Regions from separate parts of the Sus scrofa genome. Here region 2 is linked to region 1. Evidence: chromatin contacts called from public Hi-C data. All regions are on one chromosome and are shown on one strand. Each heading gives the region's core, a stretch centred on a gene start, on an enhancer-like site or on the middle of the called end of the contact. The rest is flanking DNA. Distances are from core to core; before and after follow the strand shown. Region 1 has its middle 390 kb from the start of COG6. Region 2 overlaps FOXO1 (forkhead box protein O1).

What was found. Hi-C and Micro-C count contacts between places; a contact is called where the count stands out from the background.
Region 2: a Hi-C map of skeletal muscle shows a contact between it and region 1, with 2.9 times the contacts expected there. The contact joins two enhancer-like sites. A contact is called at or near these places in 1 of 47 Hi-C or Micro-C datasets (skeletal muscle) and 1 of 2 datasets of contacts at active chromatin or transcription factors (skeletal muscle).

What each region holds. Positions count from the first base shown.
Region 1 is chr11:14,959,166-14,964,851 of Sscrofa11.1, reverse strand. No RefSeq gene overlaps it. Among named protein-coding and RNA genes, the nearest start is that of COG6, 390 kb to the right of the region's middle. Within about 2 kb of position 3,506, at least 5 of the 83 cell types and tissues checked have an H3K27ac peak or open chromatin away from gene starts, as enhancers often do. A contact at or near this core is called in skeletal muscle, where this site is marked.
Region 2 is chr11:15,357,303-15,362,988 of Sscrofa11.1, reverse strand. All of the region lies in intron 1 of FOXO1 (forkhead box protein O1), which reads left to right. Among named protein-coding and RNA genes, the nearest start is that of FOXO1, 50 kb to the left of the region's middle. Within about 2 kb of position 2,753, at least 12 of the 83 cell types and tissues checked have an H3K27ac peak or open chromatin away from gene starts, as enhancers often do. A contact at or near this core is called in skeletal muscle, where this site is marked.

The DNA of each region.
Region 1 (5,686 bases), core at 2,257-4,756:
TTCTGAGAAGGTGACAGTTAAGCTTCTAGAATAACTGAAAGGATACTCTAGAAAGTGGAACTGACAAGTGCACAGGCCGCGAGGCAGGGAGGAATTGGGGAGTTAAAGGTACAGGACAAAGGCCAGTGTGGCTGGGTGTCCTGAGCATGGGGGGAAAGGCAGGGTGGAGTCAGAGAGGTGGCAGAGGACACATCTCATAAGATCCTCAGGGTTCCTCCCTTCCCCCCACATAATGCTTTCAAGTCAGTCAGCAAAAGATGACTAAAACTCTTCCCCTGGGATTTGGGGGAGGGAGTTCCGCTGTCCTCTCTGGACCCCAGGTAGATGGTTAGTGCCAGTTTCCCTTCATCTGCAGGTGCTGGTAAACCCCTCTTAAGTTGTGCTCTGTCCTGAGGGCTGTGGCGGGGAAGGAGGGCAGTCTGTGCTCGCCCATAGAAGCCTTGGATGGATTTCCTTGAGCCTGGCCTCCACCCTGGGGTGAAATTTGACCACAGCCACCGCTGACATTTCAGAGTCATGCAAAGACACCCCAACTCTTCCAGCCAATGATACATTCTGTCAAGATGGAGACCAGATCGTGCTGCTTTGCCTACATTGAAACTCATACATATTCCCATGGAAATACCTGCATTGTCAGGTGCTATTGAAGCCAGGTGGGGAGGGGTGCAGTGTTCCTAATGGTGTGTGACAGTCCTAGACAGCTCCTCCCACCTCTGTGAAGCTGGTCCCCTTCTGTCCTGCTCAGAACAGGCACTGCCCAGGCTTTTGTCATGGAGTAGCTCTAGGCCGTCTGTGGCTCTTTGGTCAGCACTGTGCTGGAGGCCCCCCTTGTCCTTGCGTGGTCCCAGGTTGGAAGTGGAGGCTGGATCTTCTCATGGAGCCAACCTTCATAGCCTCGGCCTGCCTGGGTACAGCCCATCTAAAAGAGGAGGGAGAAGGGCAGCTCAGGCATTTATCCAGCCTCCATCAGGGGAAACTGTATGCAACTAGACCTGTATACAATCTAGAGGCATGCCCAGGAGGGACTTTTTTTTTTCCCCCAGCACTACAACCATTGCATATGGAGATTCCCAGGCTAGGAGTCAAATAGGAGCTGCAACTGTTGGCCTACGCCACAGCCATGCGGGATCTGAGCTCACAGGCAATGCTGGATCCCTAATCCACTGAGTGAGCTCAGGGATGGAACCCATGTCCTCATGGATACTAGTTGGTTTCCTTACCACTGAACCGCAATGGGACCTCCTAGGAGGGCCATTTTGATGGGACCCTGTGATTATGACCCCAGTTCCCCCAGTCACAGGCAGGTACACTTTCCACCGACCACTCACTCGTCAGGCCCTGAGCACCAGCCACAGTCCACATGACTCTGCCTCCGGGTAGGTGCTGCAGGCGGTGACACACACCCTCCATGGAGAAGGGCCTCATTCTAGCTAGTGAGAGAGGAAGGCGGGGTGGCCTGGTGCAGAGACACTCAAAGAAGAGTGATGTGGACTCTGAGGCAGTGGGAAGCAGGAAGAAAATTCCTTCCCATTCACAGGAGAACTGGACCTTAGGACTGCCCTGCCCAAAGCTGAGGTGGGCAGTGTGGGATTGCAGAGAACTCCTGGGTGCACAGAATCCTCTGGACGGTTTGGAGGTGAAGGAACAGCTGCAACGGAAAAGAACTGGGGTATTTGTCTCACAGCTCATGGTGGCTGTCTTCAGATATTTAAAGTGGACTGGAGTATTGGATTTCGTGTGCTCTTTGACGCCCTGGAACGCAGAACCGCACCCGTCAGAGTGATGGCACACTTGGGCGTAGCATTCATTGAGTGGCTCCTGTGTCCCAGGGTTGGGCCGTTCCTTCATTGGGCTTCCCCACAGCCCTCTGAAGTAAGCAGTACTGTGTCCCCTGTTACGCAGTAGAAGATGACAGCAAACCAAGGCACAGAGAGCTCGTGTCACCCGGTGATCACACAGCGAGCAGTACAGATTCAGCCACCTGGCCCCGTCAGCAGTCGCGCTGTTCTTAGATTCTTCCGCCTAATCGCCCGTCGGCGGACTCGTCCGACCGCTGATGGGATGCAGGCGTGCAGAGTGTCACAGACTGACTGACAGCCCAGAACCGGAATTTAGACCCAGATGTTCCAGAATGTCCCGGGAGGACGTCCCTCTAGCGGTAACCATCGCAGACCTAAACCTGTTCACATCCGTGTCAGATACGTATCACCCGCGTGCACTTTTCGCGGGACCCCCTAGCTCCGTGTGCTTCACGGAGGGGAACGTCCCTCAGAGGGAGAGAGGGAACTCGCCTTTGGGAATTTCCGTACCATTTCAATGCAGAAGGCTTTGCACCCGCGTCTTATCATTATTTGCTTATTTCCTCGACCCGCCCAGAACGCCTCCTTGGGCCTTAGGGAGTCTCCGCCGCCAAGCACACGCTGGGTTCAAAGTGAAGGGTCCCAGGCGTGGGCCGGCAGGGCTGGGTCCCCGAGGAGCCCGCTTCCCCGCGTCCTCTGTCCCGGTCCAGCTCCACGAAACCTAGCTCCGCGTTGCCTCCACTCTGGCCGCGGGGGCCGCCCGAAGGCCTGGCGAGCGGAGAGGAGCCACATGGAGCGCATGGCTCTGCAGTCAGAGGGATGGCGAGCCCTGAACCCGAGACAGGAAAGAGGAGCAGCAGCCTCGGAAACGCTGGCAGCTGCACAGACCCGCTGGCCGCCCCTGTGAGCCCTGAATGGAAAAGACTGTCACATGCTGAGGGCTGGCCAGGCCCCACATCAGGCGGTGAGTGTGGTCCGTTCTGACCGTGAAGGTCAGTGAGGAAGGCATCAGCCCTGCCGGGGTCTGACCGCTCTGGCTTCTCCCTGTGCCAGGCTCTTGGCAGAGTGTGAACTTGGAGAGGCAGGGCCTGGGCAAGATCGTCCCGGCTGCCCTTGCTCCTGAGGACTTCTTTAGGGCACAGGGACCGTGACTGTTCAGGGACAGGACAGGATGTGCAAGGCAGCCGTGCCCGACCTGCGTGTCACGGGGTGCGAGTAGGTCCCAGGCGAAGGTGGGAAGCGTAGCTGCGTGGGCCCACCATAGAGCTGATGAGTGGCTTCTGAAGAGTGAGCCAGCGTTTGCCCATAAAAAGTGGGAGAAGGTTAATAGGTGCAAACTACTCCATTTAGAATGGATAGGCACTGAGGTCCTGCTGTACAGCCTAGGGAACTGTGTCCAGTCTCAGTGATGGAACAGGATGAAAGATAATAAGAGAAAGAGTGTGTATACATGTATGACCGGGTCACGTGCGGTATAGCAGAATTTGACAGAATAATGTAAATCAACTCTAATAAAAAATTTTTTAAAAGGTGGGAAAAGGTATTGCAAGGATTAGGAAACTGCAGAGGTATGAGAGGAGGACAGGGTGTGTGTGTGTGTGTTGGGGGTGGTGTCTAGAGGACACTTTCTTGTGGGACAGGAACCCGTTACACCATGTGCTCCTGGGAGATAGTATTTCCTAATCCCCAGTGAATGCCCTTTTGGACATCGCTGTGGTGACGAATATCTGCTCCCCTCTTTTGGACACGGACTGTTTTTCAGCCACTCCCTACGTGGGGCTGACCTCTCACCCTGACCTCTGTCTGCAGGCTCGGCCCACCCAGATCCTTAGCACCGAGCACTGACCTCTGTTTGGTAGAGGGGAGGGGCCGAAACAAGGGCGCTCTGGTTTCATTCCAGGTTCTACTTGGTCTTTTCCTCACAGAGACTTTGGCCCAGTCCCACAGACTCACAGTTAAGTCCAAAGGGTCCTGCCTGGTTTTAAATCTTTCTCCAAAAATTTGCATCCTTTTCTGGAAATCTGTCTCAGTGCCAGGGGACCTGCCACAGGCTCTAAGACTTCCCTGTAGCAGCTGTCTCTAAATTGATCTATTATCTGCTTAGAGAGGTGACTCTTTCGTTATCCTCTGGGGGAGAAAAAAAAATCCTGCTTCTAATTATTTAGGGTTCCCGAAATATGGTTCTCTGTCTGTTACACTGAGGTTTTCTATTGTTTACAAGAGAGATTTAAATTGTTAGCCCAATCCTTTGTGTTCTCCAGATTATGTCAACATTGGAGATAATTCTCATTTGCTGGTTCGTTCATTCATTCAGTAGATATTGAACACCCGCTACACGCTAGGCACTAGGAATATGTGGCAAGCAAGACAAAGTTTCTGCCGTCATGAAGCTTAATGAAGTAAGATGGAAAATACCCAAATAAAGAAATCAATAGGCTAGATATTTAGAGAGTCTGAGGGGTACCAGGAAAAAAGAAAAAGATTGACATGGTAGACAGTAGGGCAGATGAAGTAGGACAGCGGATTTGCCATTTAAAAAAAGAACCTAGGGAGTTTCCGTCGTGGTGCAGTGGTTAACGAATCCGACAAGGAACCATGAGGTTGCATGTTCGATCCCTGGCCTCGCTCAGTGGGTTAGGGATCCGGCGTTGCCATGAGCTGTGGTGTAGGTTACAGACCCGGCTTGGATCTGGTGTTGCTGTGGCTGTGGCGTAGGCTGGCAGCTACAGCTTTGATTAGACCCCTAGCCTGGGAATCTCCATATGCCGCAGGAGCCGCCCTAGAAAAGACAAAAAAAAAAAAAAAAAAAGACCAAAAAAAATTAAAAAGATAATCTAAATGATAGAAATAGCTGAGGGAAGCACATTCCAAAAAGTAGCAACAGTAAGAAGAAAAGCCAGGTGGTCAGAAAAAAAAACTTGGAGGCCCCAAGAGCACGTGAGGCATGAGGATAGAAAGACGAGAACAAGAAAGGCGTCTGGGTTTTATTCTAAGAGCATTCTCTGTTGAACCATGTAAGTGGGATCCTTGTTGGTTAGGATGGATTGATTACTAAGCAAATGATTGCATTGAAAGAGCCAGAGTGTGCCACTAGGGTGGTGACTTCAGAGATGGTGGGAGCTGAATTTAGAGACAGAAGCTCCCCGCCCATGCTTGCATCATGTGCAGGGGGCTGCAGAGAGATGGCCATTTTCATCTTGAATATTCACCTCAATTCAAACCTGTGAAAACATCCCGAGGATAGACATTGGTACTACCCCTTTAGCCTGGCAGCACTCTATTCTCTCCTGAGAAGGGGTAGGGGAGGGGGGACGAGCAACACGAGGTGTGTACCAGGCCTGGTTCCTCATGGGTTTTCGTTTTAAGGCTCACAGGACACACTGGGTTGGGCACCTTTGAGATGTCAGCTCTGGCTCAAAAGTCGTGACATTGTGAACCAGGGAAAGGTGTCAATAGGTTGACCAAAAAAAAAAAAAAAAAAAAAAAAAAAATCAAAGCTCCTTCCAGACATAGCTTGTCAGTGTTTTTTGCAGGTCTCTGCTGAGGCTTGGATAAACAATAACCAGTTCATTCAAGTTTTAGTTAAGAAATAAGTTTTTTTTCTATTTAAAAGTTACAATGAACAATGTTGCCATGAATTTATTTTGTATCAAAAGTTCATCAATGAGAGACAGCACTTATCAATATGTGCTTAAGGTATGAGAACTTAGGTAAATCTTCTCTCGCCATCTCAGTTAAACTGGACCATCTTCTGAGCCCACAAGGTGACCTTTTTACTTAAAAAGTGATTCTTTGTAAATACTTACCTATACAGATAGAAATGTTTTTAATCTAGCTCAACAAATTCTGAGGCTCATATAAGACAGTAACTGCCCTCCATCACCTCC
Region 2 (5,686 bases), core at 1,504-4,003, 400 kb before region 1:
AACAACTGGTCAGGGCTTAGATAGCTGCTGATACACAGATATTAAGGGCAAGTAACTGGAGAGAAATGTAAAAGGGAGTACTGGGGTTTCAGGGGCTGGGAAGGTCACGTCAGGTTGGAAGCACCAGGAGAAATACGGCCCATGCCTAAGATGAATGCAGAAGTGTGGGTAGAATTTCAGCAGGCTGGGGCTGATCTGGGCTGGGCAGGGAGGAGATTCAGGGTGCTGCTGGGAGCAGCCTGAACAAAGGGATGGTGGTGGGAGAGGGTCCCTGTGTTCAGGGAGTTGTGAAGTGTAGTATAGTTGGAGATGGATTACTGGAGACAGTGCTGGAAAAGTGGAGGCCTTGTCCCCATGATGTGTAATTGAGAGTCAGGAGCTGTTGAGAAGGGAACTTTTCATATGTGTATTGCTGACAGTGATGCTAATTAACTTTTAAGCACCAGTTATGATCCTAGACTGCTTGTAATTGTGACTGAGCACCTGTGAACAGATAGAAATTATCCTGGAAATATCCACTTACTCCTCCATCAGGGAATAAAATGATATCACACAGTGAATTTTAAGAGTTTTATTTTTCTATTATTTATTCCTGTAGACATGTACTAGTAACTGACTTTTATCTGCAGTGTGGTTTCGATTGCTAAAAATGAGGACTGAATTGCAGCTTGTCGAATAAAATATATTATCATATTGGAAAATTTGAGTTACTGATTCTGCCTAAAAGGGCTTTGATATAACTGAGTATAATTTCTTTTCCTGGGGATGCCATTTCCTTTAGAAATTCAGTGCGTATACTTCAAAGTATTAAAAAAATGTTAAATCACTTTTTTAAATGGCATTTTTTTGGAGTAAATGATGAAGAACATTACAGTTTTGATTTTTAATAAATCAAGAAGTACATATCAGTTTTTAAATTTTGGAAACAAGTTTCTATGACATTTACCAAATATGATCATTCATAGCAAAACCTGAATTCCTGACGCAGTTTAAGAACCAGGAGAGAAAGAATTTGTGTCAAATATGCGAACCAGTTAGGTTTTAGAAAGATGGAGTGAACACATAGCTGTTTCGCTCTGTATATACTTTGGGTTTTTGTCTAGGGGGAAAAAATACCTTACCCTAGCAGTGTGTGGCTTGTTATTCTCCATAGGGCTGTTTTTAGGGATGATAGTAATATTTACAAGCATGTGAGCAAATACAGAGCTGTCTGGTTTAGAGCCATATTGCCTGTTAGGACATTTCTTAAGAACGCTTCCAGGAGAGGAAGGCTAATGGTGATTAAGTGGCGTTACCTCTTGATAACTGCAGTGTAGACTGTGTATCCTTCTGCCTTTTCATCCACGCTGGCATCTTGCCGTCCTTGCCTAGCACCAGGATGACACTGTGCTGAAGGCCTCTGGCCCAGCTCTATTACAGAGAGCATGAAGGAAGAAAAATGGGCTAAGCCTAGGAGAGTTTAAAAAAAAAAAATTATCTGGCACCAAGCTAATTATGAGATAATTGAGAGTTATAGGGGTCATCTCTGCACATTAATTAGCATGTCCACACATGCACATACATATACAGTATCACTCTTCAGATTTTCCAGAGGATGGGCTTGTAGGAACAAGCAACATTCATCTCTTCTTATACATTTAATGTGTTAATATTAGTGCTTCTTGGGTGGCAAGTCTTTTTTTCTTTTTAATGGAAATGACACAGTTCAGGTTAATTCTGTCACATTCAACATAAATCAAGCATTTAGAAAAATGCCGTGTCCCTCCCTGTCTTTACCCCCATTTGGCGCTCAAGTGTTAAGGGTATGCCTTGGTGGTAACACCAGCATTTGCACAAGCAGCTCTCCTGGTCATTTCACCAACACCCACATGAACTGAGACTCTCCTTGCCCTTTGTGAAATACCCTTCCTGGTTGGCTGTGGCTCCCTGGCTGCTTTGTGTTTCCCTCTAGTACACCAGATTAGTTGTATTTTTCTTGGAACACGTTTGCGCTTTTTCAGACATGTTTGTGCAGTTGTGCTATTTTCTCAATAAAAAATTAATTTAAATATTAAATAAACCCATTAAATATGAAATAATTAGCTTTAGGAAAACTAAGGTGCACATTTTGGAAAGACTTAAATTGCTGATAAATTAGGTTTGCTTAGACCCTATAAAAGTTGAGTTGCCATGAAGAGGTTGGGTAGATTTCCTTCTCCTGATTAAAGAAATCAACATTGTAAATCTTGGTGATAATGCATGTGGGTTTATAAGAAAGACGGGACCTTGTCTCAGAGGAAGATTTTACCTTATCTCAAGCATGTTTACATGTATATATCTTAAGGTAAATGTTTAAGGCCTGTATATCAGTTTTTAAAAATTCTGTACTTTAAATTCCCTCTTTTTAAATTAATTGGCCAACTAGGATTTTGATCTGGTTTGAATTATATTGGGTAACAAATGTGTTTTAACATAATGGTCACTGGCATTAACAACATCAATCACCAAAAGCCATATCTAACCTACTTTGGGACACAACCAGTTTCTCTTCACTACCTTATATAGGAATGATAGATGTATCCTAAGCATGGGCTGGGAGAAGTCTGAAAGGCAGATAAAAAGCCTAGGCATAGTAAGAAGTTGAAGAGACTTGAAGGATTCTTGCCAAGGCCTTTGATTGAATCTGAGGAGATGGCCTTGACAGTGGTGTAGCTGTGGAGTGACTCGAGGCAGTGAGTTGGTGAGTGAGTGGGGTGTGTGGTATTCACATTCAGCCCTTACTCATCCCACACACAGTTGCCTCTAGACGGGGACCTTGACCTCTGTACCAGTTTTATGGTAGTGTGAGTAACATGCAGTAAGTTTTGCTTACTAAGTAGATGAGTTTGGTAGTACTGTTGTTTTTGGTTTTGTTTTGCATTTGGGCCATCTTTTTTTTTTTTTTTTTTTTTTAATGGCTATACCCATGGCAAATGAAAGTTCCCAGGCCAGGGATTGAGTCTGAGCTGCAGCTTTGACCAATGGCATAGTGGGAACTCCTGGGTCTTTACTTGTGTCCACTAAAAAGGATAGGTTGTTAATCTACTGCCAAATCTCTCGCGCAAGTCCTGAGAAAGCCCTAAAATGATTGGCAGTTAGTGGCCAGGTGTGGTGTGTTAGGGGCTGTGTAAACCATACCTGCTAGATAGAATGCAGTGTTGGGATGACATTAAAACAATGTGTTTTTTTTCCCCCCAGTCCAAATGATTTTGGGTAAAAAAACATAAGCATTAAAAAAGCACTATTAGCAATTGAAGATTAATATCTCTTCACTGGTGTTTGAAAGAATCTTTTATATTGCTTGTATGAATTTCCTTTTCTGTTATATTTAACATGTACCTTGGTTATGCATCTTCCTCCATTCTCTGTATTTAATCCCCAAGGAATCTGTATTAATGAATTTTATGCTTTGAGCTTCCCTTTTTTTCTTGTCCTCAAAAGTGATACTGGGAGAAGAAGGAAGGCTCTTCAAATTTCCTTTGAAAGCTTTTATTTATCTTATACACCTATTCCTTTTGAAAATTTCTCTGTGTACAGCAGGCTTTTTTTGCAAATGATTAATTTAAATACCAGAGATACATGGAGATTCACTGTCCCCCTGGTTGTTCCTCTCCCTGTTCCTTGGCTCAGATTCACCTTCAGAAAGTCAGGGAGAGGAAACATAATCTGCCTACACTTAAGGCAGAGGTTGGTTATTTAATTTGTGGTCAGTTAAAAAAAGTTTAAAAAGCTATTTAATTTGTTCTTACCATGATGGAACTAAAAATAAAGAGAAAACCAGAATACTTGTCTTTTTGCTAAAGGCTTATGTGAATTTTTCTGTGTGCTCTGAAAGCTGTGTATATATAATTTATTAATAATAATATATGTACCTCTATAGAATTCCAATTACCGTATTTTTAAATCGCTAGTATTTAAAAAATGTAGATGTCTTCTACTGGTATTTTAGATTATGTAACAGGTCTGAATTGAGTATCTTGATACTTCCGTTTCAAAATATTTTTCTTTTTTCTTTTTTTCTTTGTTGTTTTGTTTTTTTGGCCACACTCATGGCATGTGGAGTTCCAGGCTAGGGATCAAATCTGTGCCATAGCAGTGATCCCAGTGGCTGCAGTGACAACGCTGGATCCCTTAAACAGCTGTGCCACTAGAGAACTCCAAGAATAACATCTTGAAAATGTGTGCCAAAAAGTGAGAAAAAAAGGCCATTCATCCACTGAGAATTTTAATGGGAATTTTAAGATCATATTTTAGTGGAGTATCAATGTTTAGTGTATTGGGCAGTTCAGAAGATTGATTTGTTCAGATTTGCTTGGAGACTTGATGAAGACTAATTTGACTTTAAATTTGTATTTATCATTTTAAAAACATGATCATTAAAGAAAATTTGAAAACTAAGGAGAAGAGCCAAAACTTAATGTTTTGGTGATGCTTCCATTCTCTTTTATATGCATTATTAAAAAAAATCACTGCTTGAGGCTATGCATAAACTTGCCAACTTGCTTTTGATTAATAGAGTAAGTTCAACAGGGAATAGTGTAAAATATCATTGGCAGCATAACTGCAAGTGAGTTGAGCAGATTAAAATTAGCTTGAAGTCATAAATCCTTCCTTTCATATTATCTGTTGTCATCATTTATTTATATATATTTATATATATATATATATTTTTTGTCTTTTAGGGCTGCGCCTGTGGCATATGGAGGTTCCCAGGCAAGGGGTTCAATCTGAGCTACAGCTGCTGGCCTACGCCAGAGCAACAGCCACATCAGATCCAAGCTGCATCTGCGACCTACACCACAGTTCACGGCAATGCCAGATCCTTAACCCATTGAGTGAGGCCAGGGATGGAACCCACAACCTCATGGTTCCTAGTCGGATTTGTTTCCACTGTGCCATGATGGGAACTCCAATTTATTTTATTTATTTATTTCTCTCTCTCTGTCTCTCTTTTTTTTAAAGGGCAGCACCTGTGGCACATGGAACTTCCCAGGCTAGGAGTCAAAAAGGAGCTGTAGTCTCATGGTCACAGCAACACAGGATCCAAGCTGTGTCTGTGACTTTCACTGCAGCTCACAGCAACACAGGATCCTTAACTCACTGAGCAAGGCCAGGGATCAAACCTGCGTCCTCATGGATGCTAGTCAGATTTGTTTTTGCTGAGCCATCATGGGAACTCCATCTTTTTTTTTTTTTTTTTTTAATTTATTCTATTTTTTGGTATGCCTGTGGCATATACAAGTTCCCGGACCAGTGATTGAACCTGCACCACTGCAGTGACCTTAGCCTCAGCAGTGACAGAGCTGGGTCCTCAACCACTGAGCCACCAGGGAACTCCCTATTATCATCATGTAGAGAAAAGAAACATACTTCATTTTAGGAATTCTCATTTAATATCTCCCAAAGACTGGGCTTTAACAAACAAATATACCAGTTGTCATCTGGTAGAAGCAGGAGATGAATTCAGGGAAGGAAGACAGGATTGAATGCTGTAAATCCTACCTGCAGCCTGTGCCTGTGGGATAATTTTATACACAGACTGGACCCACTGCAAGCTCATGCTTTCAAATTCAGTTGCAGACATTGATCTCAGGACTTAGGTTTTCCTGTCTCTTCAGTTTTTATTTGTTGTAGATTTCTTAGTGAAGGATCACTTTTTTTTGTTTTG